Linked DNA regions of Rattus norvegicus: regions 1 and 3 are each linked to region 2. Evidence: chromatin contacts called from public Hi-C data. All regions are on one chromosome and are shown on one strand. Each heading gives the region's core, a stretch centred on a gene start, on an enhancer-like site or on the middle of the called end of the contact. The rest is flanking DNA. Distances are from core to core; before and after follow the strand shown.

Evidence for each region. Hi-C and Micro-C count contacts between places; a contact is called where the count stands out from the background.
Region 1: a contact with region 2 is called in a Hi-C map of psoas muscle, with 2.0 times the contacts expected there. The contact joins the enhancer-like site here to the promoter of Agpat4 in region 2. A contact is called at or near these places in 7 of 12 Hi-C or Micro-C datasets (the A7r5 cell line, the Rat2 cell line, Schwann cells and 4 more) and 1 of 1 datasets of contacts at active chromatin or transcription factors (oligodendrocytes).
Region 3: a contact with region 2 is called in a Hi-C map of the A7r5 cell line, with 3 times the contacts expected there. The contact joins the enhancer-like site here to the promoter of Agpat4 in region 2. A contact is called at or near these places in 9 of 12 Hi-C or Micro-C datasets (the A7r5 cell line, the Rat2 cell line, Schwann cells and 6 more) and 1 of 1 datasets of contacts at active chromatin or transcription factors (oligodendrocytes).

The regions. Positions count from the first base shown.
Region 1 is chr1:51,249,599-51,253,645 of GRCr8, reverse strand. The region is part of intron 10 of Prkn (parkin RBR E3 ubiquitin protein ligase); the gene reads left to right. Among named protein-coding and RNA genes, the nearest start is that of Agpat4, 71 kb to the right of the region's middle. Within about 2 kb of position 2,590, at least 21 of the 93 cell types and tissues checked have an H3K27ac peak or open chromatin away from gene starts, as enhancers often do.
Region 2 is chr1:51,178,304-51,182,666 of GRCr8, reverse strand. It overlaps Agpat4 (1-acylglycerol-3-phosphate O-acyltransferase 4), which reads left to right and starts at 1,696. Exons shown (of 9, transcript NM_133406.2): 1 at 1,696-1,822.
Region 3 is chr1:51,086,796-51,090,958 of GRCr8, reverse strand. The region is part of intron 3 of Agpat4 (1-acylglycerol-3-phosphate O-acyltransferase 4); the gene reads left to right. Among named protein-coding and RNA genes, the nearest start is that of Agpat4, 92 kb to the left of the region's middle. Within about 2 kb of position 1,393, at least 15 of the 93 cell types and tissues checked have an H3K27ac peak or open chromatin away from gene starts, as enhancers often do. A contact at or near this core is called in the A7r5 cell line, where this site is marked.

The DNA.
Region 1 (4,047 bases), core at 1,341-3,840, 70 kb before region 2:
CATCTGTGCATCCGCTCACTCAGATACAACTTTTAATCTGTCTGCAAGTTTAAAATTTTTTTTACACTTGTTTAATTTCGTGTGTGTGAATGTTCTGCCTCCATATGCATTGCATGTTTGCCTGTTACTGAGGAAGCCAGAAGAAAGTGCTGTCTCCTCTGGAACTGGAATCATAGAGGGTTGTGTGTGGGTGCAGGGACTCGAACCAGGATCCTCTAGTGCTCTAAGCCATTTCTCTAGCCCCTGAGTCTTTTATGATTCTAGCAGGAGAGAATTAGACAAATTGCATGGCCATGACAGAGCAGAAATGCGTATTCCCCATGAGAAACTGAACAGAACTCCTGTCTTGGTTTTCATGCTTGTATTTCTCAAATTTTATATAATTGACGTGGTTTTGTTGTTGGTTTTTTTTTTTTTTTTTTGAGGTGAAAAATTTTGGAACTTTTTTAAATATCGATCAGTCTTGCAGCAACATCAAAAATAAGAAGTTAAGAGTTTTGATTCATTACAATTTGACTTTGCATGTATACAAGACTATTTAGTCTTTTAAACTGTTCGATGTGAATAAGTACATATAATATAAGACAAGTAACGTTTAACAGCTCCTACTCTAAAGGGGATTGCAGAGAATTTATTCTGAGTCAAATATAAGTGGCCAAGGCCAGGAACGGCACTCCTCAGTGCACTCAATGATTTGGGCTGCTGTGGAAAAGGCTGCGTGTACTTTTCTAGTCATAAAACAAAAGTACGCCATGGTGGTACACCCGAGTGATCCCAGTACTGGGGAGGTGGAGGCAGGAAGATCAGGGGTACAAGGCCAGAGTCAGCTACGTAGTGAGTTCGAAGCCAATGTAGACTATGTGAGACCCTGTCTCAAAAACAAAAGAAAGAAAAATATGTGATGATCCAATTCATTTACCGGGTACGTTGGTAGGAAAGACCATGTTGGCGGGTTATGTTGAAGTGGGAAGTCTCTGTTACCATTTTCAAATGCTATCTTACAACATGCTTAGCTCTGGGCTTGGTGGAAGTCAGTACTCTGCTAAGAATACATTCCAAAGGTTCTATCATTCGGAGTTTGAATCTACAGGGAAAAGACTGCAGACTCAATTCAAATTATAATTAAGTGAATTTATTAATTACTACCAGCCGGACCACAGCCATAGTGAGGCTTACTGTGCAGAGAGGAAGGTGGGCACAAATTCTGGAATGCCCAACTGGGTGAGACCCTGTGTCACTGGGCTCAGCTAGTAAGGAGCTGACCCACCCACTCCCTGCTGCATACCAACAAGCAGGTTTACAAAAGCTGGAACAACCGGTAATTCTCTCACACGTGGTTACATGGTATTTACAATCCTGGGGAGGGGGCTGGGAGTCAGAACTGCCAGGAACTTGCCTTTTAGAAATTTAGAATGGGTATGTAGCACAAGAAGGAGTTTTCTTTAGCCATCACAATTAAATATTCATAAAGTTGGGTCAGATACAGAGGCCAGTAATAACTGGTTATTAAGAGGACTGACGGTTGGGGATTTAGCTCAGTGGTAGAGCGCTTGCCTAGGAAGCGCAAGGCCCTGGGTTCGGTCCCCAGCTCCGAAAAAAAGAACCAAAAAAAAAAGAGGACTGACAACAGCCTAAGATCACTGTGTCTATGGATCTGCGATATTCTGTCTCTTTATCATCTAAAAAGGTTCTGGTTAGCTATTCAACCTGCATAATCTTTACCTATCAATGTGGCTTCGTTAGGGACCTTAAGTTCATATATCTATAGCCAGTCACATATTATTACGAAACTGCATAGATAGCTTAATTTTTATACCATAATATGTGAAGTTGACACCCGGATAAAGCCACCTACTTTGGGAAACAGGTCATGCTGTCTCCAAGATCCCCAGATGACAACAACTAGGGGTGGATTTAATTTGTTCAGTCTGAAGGGGTAAAGTTCCCCATCAGCTTCCTTTCTCCTTTCTCCATCTCTGCCCAGTCCAGGCCCTGGACTCATGGGATGATATTTACATTCAGCCTGGGCCCGCCTTCCTCAGCTAACCCTCTATGGAAACGCCCTTGTGTGAATACTGGGAGGTAAATCTCCTAGGGGATTCTAAAGCCGGTCGAGTTGGCCATGAAGAACAGCTACTCAAATCACTAGGCCTTAGGACCACACGTGCCTCAGACGGACTGAAGACACGCATATTAAGGTTGAAATGAATGTTAAAGTTAAGATGCGCGTCGAGTACCAGATCTTAAAACCATCCTCGTCAGCCACAGCTTCATCACTGGGCTCCGATCTCCAGGATGTGCCAGAGCTAAAGGAAGCTTGCAGTGACCTGGGGTTCAGCAATCAAGCTAGCGCTGCTCAACCCTACCTAAAAAAGCTCTCGAAAATCACAGACGTCCCTATACCCTTCAGGATGAGGACCTTAGCACACGCAGAGGTTAACAGAAACGACACCAGTGACCAGTCCTTGGCCGGTCTCACCTTGGCACCAACCACCGCCATCACGGGCGCGTCTGCTGTGCTCCCATGTCTCATGAGGTCCTATTCCAGATGGCTGCCTCTTGCTCAGCTCAAACTGAGTCCCCTCCCATTACCCAGGCACCAAGCCAAGGGCTGGAATTACAGGGATGACTCAAGCATGACCTCGGTCTGCAAGAGCTCACTTTCTGCTGGAAAAACAGAAACAGAAACATCAAGGTCCTTGCAAAAGCCGCAAACTTGCTGTAACTTAGAAATAAATACTGTTTCCTTCAGAGTGCTTCACTCACAAAGACTGGGAACTTTAACAACCAAAGGGCTAGACTATGAAATGAAATTGGGTTTGATCCTTGAAGTTAGATTCCACTCACTTTGGGTCTCAACAGGAACCCAACCTCACTGTGAAAGTGGGGGTGGGGGCTGCTAAGCCTGGGGCGTGGGGGGGGGGTGCTAAGCCTCAGCTTCTGATCATAGAGCATTTCTTACTTCACCTCTGCTGACAGGGGACAGACCCCAGCAGGGCTTGGCTCTCAAGCCCAGTACCTAACACTGGAACTTGCTAGTGAGCATCTGTGAAGGTTGGCAGCGGTCAGGTCTACAGGGTCATTGCATTTAGTTACCACCAACGCTACGGAGTAGCCCTGGAGATATATATATATATATATATATATTTGGGGCAACATTTTGAGATACCGTTCCAGATCACAACACTTTTATACGAAGAATAAAAATGTGACCAGTTCTTCCTCTACATGGGTTAGCCAGTTCTAGAAGTAAGCGGAAAGTGTGAGGGTGTCTGACTGACTAGGCAGGTGCAGAATGAAGCACCCGTCTCCCACCAGCCATTCTGGAGTCCCTTCTCCAGCTGAGGATGTCCTAGTCGGTTTTCAACAGGATTAGATGTTCAACATATGAATTTGGGGGCATGGGGAAGGCAGCCGCCCCACAGCAGGCGGCTAAGAGTCGAAGATGATCGAGTCCTTGATAACATGAACTCGGCAGCAAAGGTGTCATGGCGTCCAACATTAGAGGCCCTGAAGGAGCTGAAGTTATCAGCCAATGACACACGCCACGTGCTCCCTGTAAGGAGCATGTGCAAATGAACCCCGAGCCCTCAGCACCCCATGGTTTACATTCCCATCCAAGAGGACTCAGAGAGAATGAGGAGTCCTTGCATCTGAGTGGATTTGAACCCAGGCAGCTGCTCTAAGAGCCCACAGTCCTAATTTCTGCTGTCACCAACTCATGAAAGTGGGCCTTTCTCTCATCCCTTTGCTCTCTCTCTCATGCCTTCTGGGATAGCAGCCATTTTCCAGGGTCAAGAAGGAAGCAGAGGAAGAGGCAGGAGGGAGTTGAGACGTGATGACCGTAGAACCGCAGACTCCACACTCACATAACCGTGCCTGGCCGCCATCAGTGCCTCTGGGGCTCAGAGACAAACACTAACGTGTTCACTGCACGCTCGACAAAGGGTCTGTGGAGAGGTCCACGAAAATGTTTATCACTTGCCTACAGATTAACCACTTGCTACATATTATTTATTACAATCACATAAAATCCTCAGAACAGAG
Region 2 (4,363 bases), core at 447-2,946:
GTGTATCTGAAGACAGCTACAGTGTACTTATATATAATAACTTGAAAAGTTATAAAAGAGAATTATATTGGGGAGAGGGGGTGTTGGGACTACTATATGGTCAGAGCTGGCATTGGACTCACAATTCCCCACAACGTTCTAGAAGTCGGAGTTTACATAGAACTCTTATATGTTACATCGGATGCCGAAAACAAAAACTTAGAGTAATTTATGTTATTTATGTATTTGTGTGTGCCTATGCCTGATGCGCATGCCCGAAACTGAACCCTGTGGTTTTCCAAGAGCAGTAAGCACTCTTAACCGCTGAGCCCCCTCATCTCTCCAGTACTTATAAGAAACTTTTTTTTTTTGCTTCTTTTTTTCCGGAGCTGGGGACCTAACCCAGGGCCTTGCGCTTCCTAGGCAAGCGCTCTACCACTGAGCTGAATCCCCAGCCCCAAGAAACTTTTTACTAACAACTTTTTTTTTCCTTTTTCTTTTCTTCAGAGCTGGGGACCGAACCCAGGGCCTTGCGTTTGCTAGGCAAGCGCTCTACCACTGAGCTAAATCCCCAACCCCTACTAACAACTTTTATAGCCCTTACTAACAGATCAAGTTAATTTTTACTCCCTACAAATGGACTTTTGTTTTGGATTCTTCCTTATGCCCATCACCCCCCACCCCCACCCCCACCCCACTCGGTTTTGTTCTTCTCGCATTCCCGATGATCTTCAGGATGTCAAAGTCCGAACCCTGTTTCCTGCTTCTTGAGTGACTCTCCCTCTTGGCTCCTGTCTGCATAGAAAGCTGTTTGCCGCGTTTCTGCAGCCCTGAGAAATTCACCAGTACTGCTTACGCATGGAGAGAGTACAGTGACCACCGGGGCATTCTTTTTTGTAAATACGTAAACATCTGCGGACGGTGTCTTGAACAACGTGTATTTGAAGGGCACTTTAAGGCACCCAGCGATTGAAGCCACCTTCCCAGGAATGTCACAGACCTGGCCTTGGCGTACTTCCAACAATCACCCTCCTTAAAGTTTCGTGACTCTATTCGGTTAAGAAGGTCTGCTCAGACCCTAGCTAATTTAACCGGAGTGTGAATGCCATGTGCACGTGCGTGTTGCCTGCTTGTGCGCACTCGCAGCGGTAGCCAGCTCTGGCAACCGGCTGGCACCTAGCTTTGGAGGGAGAGCATCTATACACAGGAGCTCCAGGCATCCCAGGTCTGCCGGTCTCAGTCTCGGGAGCGCTGGGCTTCCGGGCTGGTGGAGTGGTGGCCAGGAGAGGTGAGCAAGGCGTTAGAGTGCTCTGGCTTCAGCTTTTATCCTGTTTTTTTTTTTTTTTTTTTTTTTTTTTCTTTCTCTGAATGAAATGGCGCGTGGCGGGGGGCAGCGCGGGAGGGGCGATTTTCAGGGTAGGAGGCCGAGGTTTCTCAGGCCAAATGCACGGGGACGCAACAGGGCTCTTGAGCTGGGCGAGTACCGGCCGGCCACTGAGATGGCTTTGTTATCCATGCGACTCCAACAGGAGGCCAAGCCGGACACTTCCTTACACTCATTGGAAGAGGGTGACTCATGTTACACCGGTCCGAGCTTCCCTCCCAGTAGCCTCTAAGTCGTAGCTTTAAAAGGAAGTGACATGGGTGGGGAGAGACGTCAGCCGAGGACCACCTTTTTTTTTCCCTTCCCGAAGGGTCCACCCCTTTGGGTGGAGTCTCGCTTTTTCTTTCCAGTGTTGGCTGACTTACAGCTTCTCTAAAGTAGAGGCAGTTTCTGAACCCTAGGTTCCTGCCTCGCAGTTCTGGCTAGTGAGCACCAATGCAAAGAGCTGCCCGGAGCGAGGTAGGTGGTGCTGGTACCATTTCCAGGCACCTTCTCCTGGGGTGGGGCATGCGATGATCGGATGCCCTTCTCTGGCAGGGGTCCCTCTGCTCGGCTGGTTTTCCTCGTACTTTGGAAGGGAAGGGCTCGGAGCTGGATGGGATGCTGGTGGGGTTGGGGAAAATGATGGGGGAGGTGGCGGGGGGGGGGAGGAGCACTGGGGCTTCGCGACCACTGCTTTGTGCCAGATCGTGAGGAGCTTTTGGGGGCTCTGAGAGCACCCCTCCCAGGGTGGAAGCATTTTCTTGGTTACCGTGAAGGTGTAGAGAATGCGCCTGTTACATATACGGATTCTCTTTTGTGTTCGTGCAACACGTTCTTCTGTCTCTGGTGTTTCTAGGACAACCACAAAAATATACTCCACAAAATACAGTCCCGATCTAAATTGATTTATTTGTATTTCCTTCCTGGGCTTGGCCTGGCTGGGCCTCGCTGGAACGCAGCGTGACTCTGTAGATACCCCCTCCTCTCGTTTTCATTTTGGTTTTTCCCTATCACAGAAGGGCTGGGGGAGGGGAGTTGTCAAGGAAACAGGCATTTGTAATCACCGCTTTATTTACTTAAATTTAAGCTTCTGGGTTCTCCATCAGATGTCGGGATTTTTTTAAAAGGGAGTTCTTTGATGTTTATGAAGCTCTCCAGTATTAAGGGTAGTTTTTAGAAACTTAAACATTTCTTAAGACATGGTATTAAACAAGCTAAGAGGGGAAGGAGAGGTTAACTCTTTATAGGAAGATGAGGCTTTGCAATAAAGTTTTAGAAAGTTCCCGATAATTCACACTGGTAAATATGTTATCCGCTGCTAAGGCTCGCCCACAAGTCTAAACATGTATAAGATGAGTCTTGGCTCTAGTCTGAACTTCATTTAGCAACAAATCAAAGTTAAGTTATCGGAAGAAATGCTAACTACCCAGCAGGGTCTCTAGGGTATTGTTCTTCCGCGCTCTCACCTGGATTACCCAGTGTTTACCCTCTAGTCTTTCCAAACCTGGCAAGGATCTGCTCATCTGAAGTTATCAGTCAGCATCCTCAGCTAGGGGGAAAAGTTATCTCAAGAGGAGGGAAACGGCATGTGGACATGTGCATGTGTGTCTCTGTGTATAAGGGTGGCCAGCTCCTGAGCATGCGTGACTGTGTGTATGGGGGTGGGTGGGTAAGGCTCCTGTTTAAGAAGAAAAAAAAATTAGAGTCCCAAGTTAAAGGTATGATATCCTCTTGGTCCACATAGGGAGGAAAAAAACAAACAAACCTTCAGAAAAAAAAAAAAAAACCCTAAGATGTGAGAGGAAATTATCACCTACCCAGTGATAAGCAGAGGTGGATAAAGCTAGACAAACAGTACACCGCTTAGAAGGCGTCCAGGCAGGCCCATTAGCAGATGTGGTTTTAGGCGCTGCTTTTATTCAGTACCTCTGAAGAAAGCCTGGTAATGGCCCTCTTCTGGTAATGTGCATGCCTAATATCAGAATTATTTCTTTAATGGTACCGATAGAGTCCTGTATTACTGAGATTATCTGTAGTAAGACTTTCAAAGGCCTCAGGTTACTTTCAGGCTATTAAAGCCCAAACCATAGCTTGGAACGCTAAGCCCCTCGGCTATGTAGAAGCGGGAAGGACTGGTAGTTTCTAGAATGTTCCTTATCTCCCCGATGTCATCTCTCTGTCTTAAAAACTGACCACAGTTCCAGAGGTCTTAAGCATTTCAGATACAAAAGTTCTCTGCAAATGGGAGCTAAAGAAGAGTGTACAAAATTAGAAGACTGGGGCTGTTGCTTGGTGGTAAAACTTGCCTAACATCCCTCCCTAGAAACCCTCAAAACAAACAAGTCTAACTGGAGAAAAACGGACAGGAGAATTAGGTGTAGGGTACAGAACATAAAAACTATACTCAGAATAATGATTCAACTTTCATTTTGCTAAGCACAAGTTAGCGTGCTGCCGGACAGGACAATGGACTTACAGTCGGACCTTCCAAAGCACATGAGGAGTATGCTAGTCTCAGCCTGTCACTCACGAGTTTCCAGACCCAAGACCCAAACCCATTGCAAAGCCAAAGTAGCAACTTACCAAACAGAACAGACAGCTCTCTGATATCCAGATAAAGAGTAACTTGTTTAACCTGTAGGAGACAGCTGGAGCTGTGTGGCAACAAAGTACTCCAAGGCGACTCCCAGAAAGCCAGGCTATGACCTTGGCTGTCTTGGAAGTTTGGGAGGGCTGGGAAGGGGGGGTGTCATTTTCATCATTCCAGCCATTGCCTTAAGTCATGGGTGCTCAGAAGAGGAGTTGGTTAAGGTGATACTTTGTGTAGTGTAGCACCTGCTGTGTTCTGAAGGGAGGTCTGGTGCTGAGGGAAAGAGACATACCCATTTCTGAGTGGCTCTTGATTTACCAATGAAATACAGGTTAAGCCTGGCTTAGTAATACTCTACCATCAGGAGAACTTGGATGAGTTCAGGTTAGCATTGGAAAGCTAGTCTTAGACTCTGAAATTTGGTTTCC
Region 3 (4,163 bases), core at 144-2,643, 91 kb after region 2:
CATGAAGCAGATGGCCCTCAACTCCCTAGCTCTCAAGCTCCAATACTGGGTACCAGTCACGGGGGAGGGTCCTGATGAGCTATTCTCTGCTGGTGAAATGAACCAGCTCAAGTCAGATAGAGTATTTATAAGGCAGGTTTGTTGGATGAGTTCACAGTTCCCAAGGAACTAGGCTAGGGAAGTCACCATGGGAAAGGGAGACAGAGGGGAGGGGGAACAGAGAGAAAGAAATAGCACTTTCACACAGAGAGGGAGAGAGGGGGAGAGCAAAATGTCTGCATTATATAGGGAAGAGCTTCTGGGGGAGGAGAAGCCCAGTTCCTGGGTTGGAAAGTTCAGGGTAGAGGGCTGGTATGCCAGGTAGGGGACTGAGGGATGCTGGGAGAACCCAGAGGCCAGGTCTACTTTGGTATGTAAAATATGCACCTCTGTTGTAGGTCTGGGGTCGGAATCCCAAGCAGGCCTAACACCTCCCGCTCATCTCTGATTCTGAAGTGCTCTGAGCACACACCTCCTGTTGAAAATGGGCCCTACTGATTCATTTCTTGCAACATCTCAGCCAAGATTAATTGGCACCCTATCTCCAGACTTTGGCAGGCCCTGTTGCGACAGCTGGAGTGGACAGATGTGGCACTTAAGGCCCTGATGGTTCATTTACTAACCCAGGCGGGGTAGAGAGTGGACACTTACTGAATCGGGCGGGGTGGAGAGTGGTGTCAGGATGACCTGGTGTTACACAGATAAAGAACCTAGCAGGTGACCAAGAGAATCCTGGGGAGAGAAAAGTCCCCCCCCCGGGGGGGGGGACGCACACAGGAGGAGCCAGCCCCACAGTGCAGTCCCAAGCTAGACATTGCAGGGCCTCTTCTTTTATGGTACTAACTCCCCAGGCAAGCCAGTTAACTTAGCCTCAAGGCTGCCCGACAGATGGACAGCCCCTCTCCCTTCTGTAAACCACCCTAGCCAGTGACATCTGCTCCCCACTCACTACCCTCACACACACCCATCTGTTCCTGCCCAGGGCCTGCACACCTGCCCCGGAATCTTTCAGTTGGCCACCTGTCAGAGCAGAGTGTCCCATTGTCTCCTGCCTGTAAGGCGTCCTGTGGGTGTGTCTGCCCCTGTTTAGCCCTCACCCCACCCCCACTCTCTCTCCGGAATGCTTCCTGCTTATCTTCCCAGATACTCTGGCCTTAGGTGGTTCTAGAAGTATCCAGGCCAGCCTTTCAGAGCAGTAAGGGAGTGGTGGGGTGGGGTGAGGGCAATAAGGGTGGTAAGGGCAGGAACTCCTTTTATCTGTTTCGTTCTGCTGCACCACAGCTCCTCCTAGAAGAGTCTGTGGGAAATACCCTTGCTGGTCTCAGCATACTTCTTGGCCACGAAACACCCCTCCTCTGCCTCCCCACTACACTTTGTCAAATCTAGAAGAGTCTAGGGCTTGCCACAGGGAGGGAAGTGGGGGAGGGTTGGGGGAATAATTCAGTGCTGAAGGACCTGGTATAGCAGGCTGGGTTTTGATAAAATGATGCATGGGTATTTCCAGCGAGAGAGAGAGAGAGAGAGAGAGAGAGAGAGAGAGAGAGAGAGAGAGAGAGAGAGAGAGAGGGAGGGAGGGAGGGAGGGAGGGAGAGAGAGAGAGAGAGAGAGAGAGAGAGAGAGAGAGAGAGAGAGAGAGAGACAGACATTCTTAGAGAGTGCTTAGAGAGTTTGGTCTGTGCGTCTCCCCCGTGGCTGTGACTAATCATGACCAGGCTTTATTTCATTTAGAGAAACCCTTAGGACTTCCTGGTAGGAAACTCCATAGCTTCTGCCTGCAAGTGAGGCCCTGGAAAGCCAGAGCAGGGCCAGCCCGGTAAGAAAGATGTCCGATGACTTCGTAGAGTCTCTCAACCCTTTGATGCCCACTGCCACACCCACTCCATCATCTGAGCTCTGGTCTCATCTCCATCTTCCCAAAGTTTCGCCGTGTGTCCCAGGAGGGCAGCTGCATAGTCTGTCCTGGGGGAAGGCACTAATCAAATCTCCAGTGTGCTACTCCTGTTTGCCTCTAGACTCTGTTACAGAGAGTCCCGCCCACCTCTGTGTCCCCAGCATTGGAACCATGCCTGGACTAAAGGCGGTGCTTGTGTGGACTGGTCAGTTTGGGGTTCATGTTTCTACAAGTTAAATGGAGGCTGAACTGTCAGTTGCCTTGCTTGCTCTCTGATGTGATCAGGCTAGCCCAACCCCAGGGCAGGCCGGCCCCCATCAGACTTCGTTCTTGGCTCCTTGTCTCTAGTTTGTATGCAGGGGAATGCTAGAATGTTGAGGACTGGCCCTGCTTCCTTCTCCTACACCTCACCTATTTCAAAGGTTTCACTGAAATGGCCTAATATATTTACTTTTTAAAATGAAAAACTTTTGATTAGAAACTTGAAGAACAAGACGAAGAGAAGTTCCTGACCAGTGTCAACACTAAACTCTAGTAGTTAAAAAAATTTTAATTGCATTTATTGCACATATGTGTGTGTGTATGTGTGTGCACATGCACACAAATGACTTAGTGTGTACACGCATGTGTGTGTGTGTGGGGGGTGTCAGAGGGTAAAGCATAGCGTTCTTTTCTCATTGAGCCAGACATCTTGCCAGCTTTAATTCTTACATATTTAGTGGCAATAGCCAACTAAGGCTAGACCCTCAGGGACTCACTGATGAGCCTTCAGGAGTGGTTTTATGTTTGATCTAGTGAGGCATCAATGCAAACACAGCCTTGAGCAGGGCCACCTCTGAGTGACCTCAGACCTGAGCAGGGCTTTGGAGTTAGAGGACAGGAAGCCGCCGCCACCACCACCACCAGGTCCTAACCTGCTAGCTGGACACTGGTTTGCATTTTCTACTTGGACCCAGAAGGGGTCTCATTTGCAGTCTGGTAGTGAAGTGAATTAAAAGCCACCAAATTTGAGGGTTAAGACGCTCTGAGCCCTGTGCTATTTAAAGCAGCTCTGTGTTGGCCATCTGGTCACACGCTGCACTGTCTTACTTGGAGGTGCTAAATTCTGGTTCGGAGACTGGCTCTAGTCCCTAAGAGATGGGTGAGGTCCTTCCTAGCTGGGTGAGGCACCCATTTTAATGACCTTCTCAACTCCCGTGCCCCCATACACCCTTAGCATTCACATCCCCAAACCCCTTTTTTCACCTCCAAAAGTATTTCCAGAACTTTCCAATTGTAGGATGTATGTACGATCTAGACACTGGCCGCGGTAGACACTTCAGCACCTGGTGGGTGTGGGTTACCCATATTAATTCTAGGTTTTCCTAGACATATTTACATCTTATTGCCATAATACTTTCCAGGATGTCAGTCATGAATGAGTTAACTTGTAAAGTCTCTTAGCATAGCCCCTTCCTCCATCTCTGATTTAGTGTGATGTGAGAATTTTATGTGGAGTGACTATTAATGGCTGTAAATTCAGGCTTGACTAATTTGATCTGTAGTTGGCCATCCAGAGAATGAGCATTTTCAGCTCTGTGGACCGCATCGTCTCTACGACTACTATTCAGCCCATGATGGCAGCTGCATTGCTCCTACATTCAGGGGAATGCTTACCCTCACTCCAATTAACCTGCATGGACACCAGCGGGCATCAGAGTGGCCCGTGCACTGTTTTGCAGCCTTACCCATACTATTTATTAAATATTGTCAGATGTATAGAATACACTGTAGTCAATGAAGGCTTTTACTGTGGGACATTGAAGTGACTCTTGGTGATGTAAGTGATGGGAATACAGCCTCTTGAGTCACCGCTAGTTGAAGCCCTAGATTCCCCACAACCCACCAGGGCAGCCTTCTCCACCACCTACCAAAGGCCAAGTACTAACACCCACTTGTGTCTCATTGGAGAACCATAAGCAGGAAGTGCACCCAGGATTGCAGCCGTGATTGGCTGGATGAGACTGACCACCCACCCAGTCGCCGCAATGCTAGAGTCAGTAACATCTCTGTGGGTGGCAGTGTGGGTCATCCTGTAATTCCTGAGCCCGCCAAATGTAATTTTTGCAAGATCCGGTACATAGAACCTTAAAAAAAAAAACAAGTTTTAAGTTCCAGAAAAAAAGAGCTTAATTTGCCAGTGGAGGCTTTGTGTTTGGATCGGTTTGCTCTCATCGTCAAAGCTTTAAGTAGG